2 separate regions of the Oncorhynchus kisutch genome follow, and region 1 is linked to region 2. The links are chromatin contacts, called in public Hi-C maps. All regions are on one chromosome and are shown on one strand. The core of a region is the stretch at or near the end of the contact, and the rest is flanking DNA. Distances in the headings are between cores, read along the strand shown. Region 1 holds the start of LOC109865655 (mitochondrial import receptor subunit TOM20 homolog). Region 2 holds the start of LOC109865846 (microtubule-associated proteins 1A/1B light chain 3C).

Region 1 (3,554 bases), core at 817-3,316, 180 kb after region 2:
CAGAAGAGGATAATTGCTTTTGCACTCACATACGCAAGTCGCAGTGCCAGGTTTTACAGTAAATGTGCAGAGTCAGCATGGGTGTGAATGTCATATAGCGATGAGCTCACCGTGCAGCATCATGCACACTGATTGGATTAGGAGCCCAAGCATGCTAATTACCTAGCCTTTATGGAGCATGCTTAATTAATTTAATAGTGCTATGTGCACAGTCAATAAAGGTACACAGTGAGGCTCGTATACTACACAATAAGCAACTGCAGGGTGTCTCCTGTCTTATTGCCAACCTTAGCACACCCAGGAGAACAGTAAAAGTTATACCCATATAAATGGTTTTAAGAGAGATATGTAGGAATCAGTCGGTAAAGCATCCCCATTGGTTGGTTCTCTTTATAAACCCTAAAGTCTTACATAATTCTACTATCTGATTGATAGATAGTTTTGCAATAACCATTATTTGTACAACATCCCTAAACATGTGTGTGTGTGATGTGTGTGTCATGGTCTTTCTGTCCAAACCTCCAACCCACATCGACATAAGGACATGAGATCTGTCTTAGTCCCAGCAAATGACAAGAGTACTTGTTTCCTAGGGAATTGCTACAGACATGTATAATGTGGCCTGGGGTGATGGCATGGATTAGGAGACCTCCGAACACACAAGCACTGGGATCACATACAGTAGGGCTTCCAAAGCAGTTTCCAGGAACGATTGAGTAATGGTAATAATAACCCACCGCCGCGAGACAATGAGCCTCTGGCTAAGCCGCGACACGTCAAGCCCGGGCACTGGCGGAGCTAGATGTCCCTGAGGGGTGAATTCTTCGCCAAACCCTCAGCCAGCTGCATGCCAGGTGCGAGCTGCTAAGCCACTGGCGAGAGAGACGACAGGGCAGACGGGTAATCCTCCTACCATGTAAATTGTCCACAGACAAGTGTACACATTCACGCACATACACACACATACCAGTGGAGGCTGCTGAGGGAAGGACGGCTCACTCCATTCTGGCCATTATTATGAATCATCCTCCCCTCAGCAGCCTCCACTGATACATGCACACACACACGTAAGTATGAAGAAGTACACATGCAATGCATGCTCACATACACACACACATAGAGACATAAGTACGGGTATGAAGGTGTACACACGCTTGTTCAAACACACACTTGTACAAACACACATGCACGCACACAAGCACACACCCACAGCTTAACTGGAAACCCCCTCAAAAGCACACACCCTCTTCCAAAATCCTGTCAACTGGGGACGTGTGGTCAATGACGCCAATCTCTAAGGTTCAGCTATTCCTTTATTAAACTGTAAAACAACAACCAGCCACAGAAAGGGGTGCAGAACGACTCAGTTGCCATTTAAAGGCAAAGGTGCACGCAATACCAGACACAGTCTGGTGATGATATAATCCATGTAAGGATGTGCATGCCTGATGGTTTGTATTACTGCAGGTCTGAGCATGTGCCCTCAGAAGCCTAATAGTCAAGGTGGTATATTTTTGCAGCTGCCTGGCCTTGCACATGTAATGCAGCTGACCATCTGTTCTGTCGAGCAGCACTTCTAGGGATTAGCTATCATCTGGGAGATGAAAAGTGCAAACTAAGGCCAGACAGGCATAGGAGCAAGGCTCAGAGCAACTGGCATCATTTTTCGTAAATGAATTGAGCATAGCGAAAGCAAATTTGTACATGTTGTCTTACTGGTCTAAATGATTGTGCCACACCATGTAGCCTACTGTTCAATATTTCACTTGGCCATTGTTTGCTGCTGTGTAGTCTACCCCAGATTAGTCAAAATACCTATAGTCGTAGCTGAATTGTTTCTATTTTTCTTACTCTGGAGAAAATACTGTTTAATTGTATCAAATGTAATCATTAGCCTGCTGCTTCTTTTTTTAATGAATCGCTACTGCTCCCTTGTGGCACTTACATTTCAATGCGATCCAATACTACTTACATTGATTTAAAGAAATCCTAACCCCCCCCATCTGGGTTCAACATACAACACTTTATATTCAATCAAATGCATACGCTATCGGAGATATCATGTGATTGGGAATTAAATGTGTATTATTTTCGATCAGGCGTTCAATGCGGACACCCTAGCTGTCAAATTAGTCAGCGGTCCTACTGGTCCTTTTTGCTGCGAACTTGCGACTGTGTGAGGTCATGTACCACCTTTGATATAAGCCAAAATTGAAATATTATCTTTGTTAACATAGAAATATCAACCATTTCGGAAGTGATGATGGGCGGTAAATCGAGCACGATAGCCGCCGGTGTTTGCGGGGCTCTGTTCGTTGGCTACTGCATCTACTTCGACAAGAAAAGACGGAGTGACCCCAACTTCAAGAACAGGCTGCGAGAACGTGAGTGTTGTCCACGTCCTTTGCAACCCGCTCCGGTCTTTGTTTGGGAGACCTGAGGTGCAACTAAATGCCCGAGCCAGGCCGAACTCGTTTAACTATACCCAATTGGCGAAGTATAGAAGCTTGCATGGTTACGTTAATGGTTTGTGCACTAGATCTGATTCATTGTCAGCGCACTGCTAACCCCAAAAGTCCTGCACCTAACTAGCGCATAGCAACTCAACTCTGTTCTCTTATAGAGTTGAGCGTTTCTCTGTTAACTACCTCCTTTATCATGTATTAATGTACTTCCTACTCACTCACAACAAGCGTTCTGTTAAGTTGAATTCAGACATGGAAAGCTGCACCTACCCTGATTCATTCATTGATGGTGTGTTTTGAACTGTTATGTAACCTAAACCAACCATTCTAGGCTACTAGCCATATCAGACATAGAGCTTGCCAAGCAGCCAAAATCCATCTTTCATACTGTAGCCCAGCTACAATTGTAGTCTAGTTAATGTGGGACTGGAATGTGATCTGTATAGGATTTTTATTGTGACATGCATCCATATGTGTATTCTAATTGGCTCCTGTATTAGAGCAACCTGGATATCCCTGGTGTTACTCTATCCAGGCCTACTACTCATGTAAGGCCATGGGTTGTCGGTATGAAGAAGCTGATAATGCGCCTACAGAGCATTAGACTGCAAACTTTAATGATGAGACTGCATAACTCATAAGGGGATCTAAAATAAATACACCTCCACACAGTACATAATGGCAGTTCTGCCTTGTCTTCTACCCAGAATCCCTCACTGTAATACAGGAGCCAATTAGAATACACATATGGATGCATGTCACAATAAAAATCCTATACAGATCACATTCCAGTCACACATTAACTAGACTACAATTGTAGCTGGACTACAGTATGAAAGATGGATTTTGGCTGTCAGCTGGCCACAATGCTTTATACACCTGCTTTACTGCAATTGAATGAGCCATGTTCCTCTGTTAGCCTTTTTTAAATTGACCTTCCACTCTGGTAGTTAATCACTCTATCAGAAAAAAATAACTAGGATTGTTTGGCTAGTTGACACTTGCTATTTAGCAGCTACACTTAAGTATTTCCTGATTCTGACCTGGGTAAACCACTTTATCAAGGGAAGGTGTGTGGATTATTTTGGA
Region 2 (3,552 bases), core at 754-3,253:
GGCGATGGGGTTATGGTATGGGCAGGCATAAGCTACTGACAAACTGCATTTTATCAATGGCAATTGGAATGCACAGAGATACCGTGACAAGATCCTGAGGCCCAATGTCATGCCATTTATCCGCCTCCATCACCTCATGTTTTAGCATGATAATGCACGACCATGTCGAAAGGATCTGTACACAATTCCTGGAAGCTATAAAATGTCCCTGTTCTTCCATGGCCTGCACACTCACCAGAAACGTCACCCATTGAGCATGTGTGGGATGCTCTGGATCGACGTCTACGACCGTATGTTGTTTTTAAGGTATCTGTGACCGACATATGCATATCTGTATTACCAGTCATGTGAAATCCAAAGATTAGTGGCTAATAAATGTATTTCAATTGACTGATTTCCTTTTATTAACCGTAAATCAGTAAATTATTTGAAATTGTTGCGTTTATATTTAATTTTACACTGCGAGCTACAACTCAAACAAGGCCTGCACATCACATTATGCTAATAGCCTTACCTGATATATTTACGACATGGCATTTAAGAGAAGTCATAAGGCACAATAAAGACTCATGCCTATTGAGTGCATGAATCAACTTCACTGTTCATCAGAATCATTTTATATTATTCAACCGACTTAGCACAGGGTTTCCCAGGACCGAGGTTGGCTATAGTGCCTAACGTCATCCGACCAAGACTACTCTAGTAGCAACGTAGCTCGAGCAGTTCTCGCCACAAAGACCGTAGCGCGCGAGTAAGCTTCCTGACACAAATTTCAATCTTCCTAGGGCGGACTCAACACCGTAAACCCCCAACCAAAAATAAGCAGGGCATTTTGACGTGGTTTACCTGCAATTCGGCTCGCTCCACCTCCCATTGCGCTCTATCCACCTCGAAGCGGGCCCATTCGTGTTGCAGAAAGTGCAATATCCCCGGAATGTTGTAATGAGCCCTGGCCGCCTCTCCGCCACCGACGTCGCCCGGCAGCTGCGGTCCTTTGCCAGCGCCTGGCAAACCCGAGTTGTTGTTGTTGTTAAAGAACACGCCGGGCCCTGCCTGTTCGTCCATGCCCAGGCCAGGTGTGTGGGTTCAGTTCGCACAAGCTGGCACGACTGTGCTCAGACGGATGGGTTTTCCTTTAACCGCCCCTGTGATATGAAATGGAAAGGAAATAGCTACCTACAGCTCTCTCTACTGGGCAGGCACATTCATGTCGGAGCAGCCAGCTGTCAATTGATGACGTTCACACTCAGCTCCCACCCACATCCAGTGTTTTCTTTACCCATTGGTCGATTTACACGATTCACACTGGAATAAGCCAATCGGATATAAATGCGCTGTTGACAACTGTTGTACCCTACGTATGATGGAATTTGAAGTTCAAAGAAGATATAGCTGCATTTTCAACCTAAAATTCGCTTGTTCTCTCTTTTTTTACTGTCATTTTCTTTAATTGGCCTACGGAGTAGATTTTTTTGTAACTTAAATTGAAAATGTCATAATGTATGCTACAGAAGTGTATCTGTGGTAGCCATATTTCATATATTATAGCACATTCCATTAATGTATCTATGCATTCCATTGAGCCATTAATCCAGTTGTTTACATTGCACACACACCCAAGCCTATCATCCACGACCCCGACTGAATTTCATGTCCTTTGAAATCCACGAAAATACATTAAACAAAATGTTGCCCTCACATGATGTAGGGCCTACTTTAGTGTGAGAATATTATAAGGCCTCTATGTATGATTTGTGTGTAAGATATTTTAATGACTAAATTACCTCTATATAATGTTTGGTAATTCAAACAGTCTTCTTTTCAAACATCAATTACATTAAACATTTAAGATTTTCAAGATTTAGATCTTAACCATTTGGATTGGTTTTACACACAGCCGAGTCATTATGCACGGTCAATTCATTAGCCATATGAAGCGTGCTGACCCAACCCCATGGTAATGAGGTGATACGTCACTGCGACCACACTATTTAATTTCTGTTGGCTGATCCACATGGTTACATTTTTTATAGCCTAGATCAGACAGCAGCAATTGAAGAGAGGAGCCACTTGCCCACATGATGCCTCCATTTGAGAAACCACAGCAGCCCAAGTCCTTCAAGCAGAGAAAAAGCTTTGGTGATTATTGAATGTGTTGCTTCGCATGTGGTAGACTATGCGTTGCTTTATAATCTCATCCACGTTTTCCATCCCAAACAGCCACGAGAAAACAGGAGGTCGCGGGGATCCGAACAAAGTTTCCAACAAAAATTCCGGTAAGTTCGCTTATTTCTTATTTCTAAAACCGTATTCTACGTTCCATTGAATTTGCACCTTCTGAAAGTGACCTTTCCACCCACACACAGGTTATCATTGAAAGGTATCAACGGGAGAAGTACTTGCCGCCTCTTGATAAAACGAAATTCCTGGTCCCCCAAGAACTTTCCATGACTCAGTTTGTCACCATTATAAGGTGTGTCTCCTTTGAGAAACGTTTAGCTGAAATATTGCTTATTTAACTTGGCAAGCGTGGCTTAACATGACTGAAATCATGTATTTTAATGTTTGTGAACTCGTGCATAATTTCAAACTTGGTTATCACCTGATATGTATCAGCCTAGAGTGCCGCGCGCGACTGTGACTACTTTTAAATTACTTGACTTTGTGCAAGATAATTTCTACATTTTGAGTACGTCTTGTCAATACTCTGCACGTTCTCGTTTCAGAAATCGTATGTCTCTGATGCAGAGTCAAGCGTTCTACCTGCTTATCAATAATAGTGGCCTGGCCAGCATGTCTCTTACCATGGCGCAAGTCTACAAGGACCACAAGGATGACGATGGCTTTCTCTACATGACCTATGCTTCTCAAGAAATGTTTGGTAATTGTGTTGAAATCCACGAAGAGTCATTGCCAATTGCTGGAAATGTTTGAGAAGACATAAATACAGGATTGGATAATGTGAGGCCTCGGCTTTTGGCAGGCCCAATAACTGAACTTCGTGTATAGATATAAAATGCAATATATGGATATTTAATATTACTCAATGTTTTTGTATATTGTTTTTAAGGTAATAAATGTTTCAAACTTTTGAGGACCATGCTCTGTATTACGTCACTTTGGCTAGATTGCTTAAAGCGGCAATATGTACCTTTGGGCTAAAAAAACAAATTTGCATAGAAATGGGAGGTGTCGGTCTGTCATTCTCGTTAAACATGTTTAAGAAGTCGTAGATCTGTTCTGTGCGTCATTTCAGAGGTTGTCTTAACTTTTTGGGTTTGTATGCCAGCATAAAGCAGCTAAGAAATTTGAATTATTGAGGAGTTATTTCCCAGCGGGACACTGATTCAATATTTGAGCCCAATTTCAGTCTGACAACTTAGCACTTTAGCAAACATGGTGCAGCAATTTCAGCTATTGCACTTATTTTTGTCACTTGTGCCCGTTCATTTAATTTCCCCAAAATGTGTGGACTTGGACATTGTCTTCAATAGGAACTCTGAGGCATCAGTTATCAAGGAAGGACCTGTTGCCCAATTCCTCCAAATCAAC

Evidence for each region. Hi-C and Micro-C count contacts between places; a contact is called where the count stands out from the background.
Region 1: a contact with region 2 is called in a Hi-C map of liver, with 10 times the contacts expected there. The contact joins the promoter of LOC109865655 here to the promoter of LOC109865846 in region 2. A contact is called at or near these places in 2 of 2 Hi-C or Micro-C datasets (liver and muscle).

What each region holds. Positions count from the first base shown.
Region 1 is chrLG20:39,310,389-39,313,942 of Okis_V2, forward strand. It overlaps LOC109865655 (mitochondrial import receptor subunit TOM20 homolog), which reads left to right and starts at 2,067. Exons shown (of 5, transcript XM_020453987.2): 1 at 2,067-2,384. The coding sequence starts at 2,261.
Region 2 is chrLG20:39,130,070-39,133,621 of Okis_V2, forward strand. It overlaps LOC109865846 (microtubule-associated proteins 1A/1B light chain 3C), which reads left to right and starts at 2,004. Exons shown (of 4, transcript XM_020454315.2): 1 at 2,004-2,139; 2 at 2,221-2,276; 3 at 2,367-2,473; 4 at 2,727-3,102. The coding sequence starts at 2,079. The coding sequence ends at 2,934. LOC109865652 (striatin-like) reads right to left here and starts at 1,232. Exons shown (of 17, transcript XM_020453983.2): 1 at 847-1,232. The coding sequence starts at 1,065.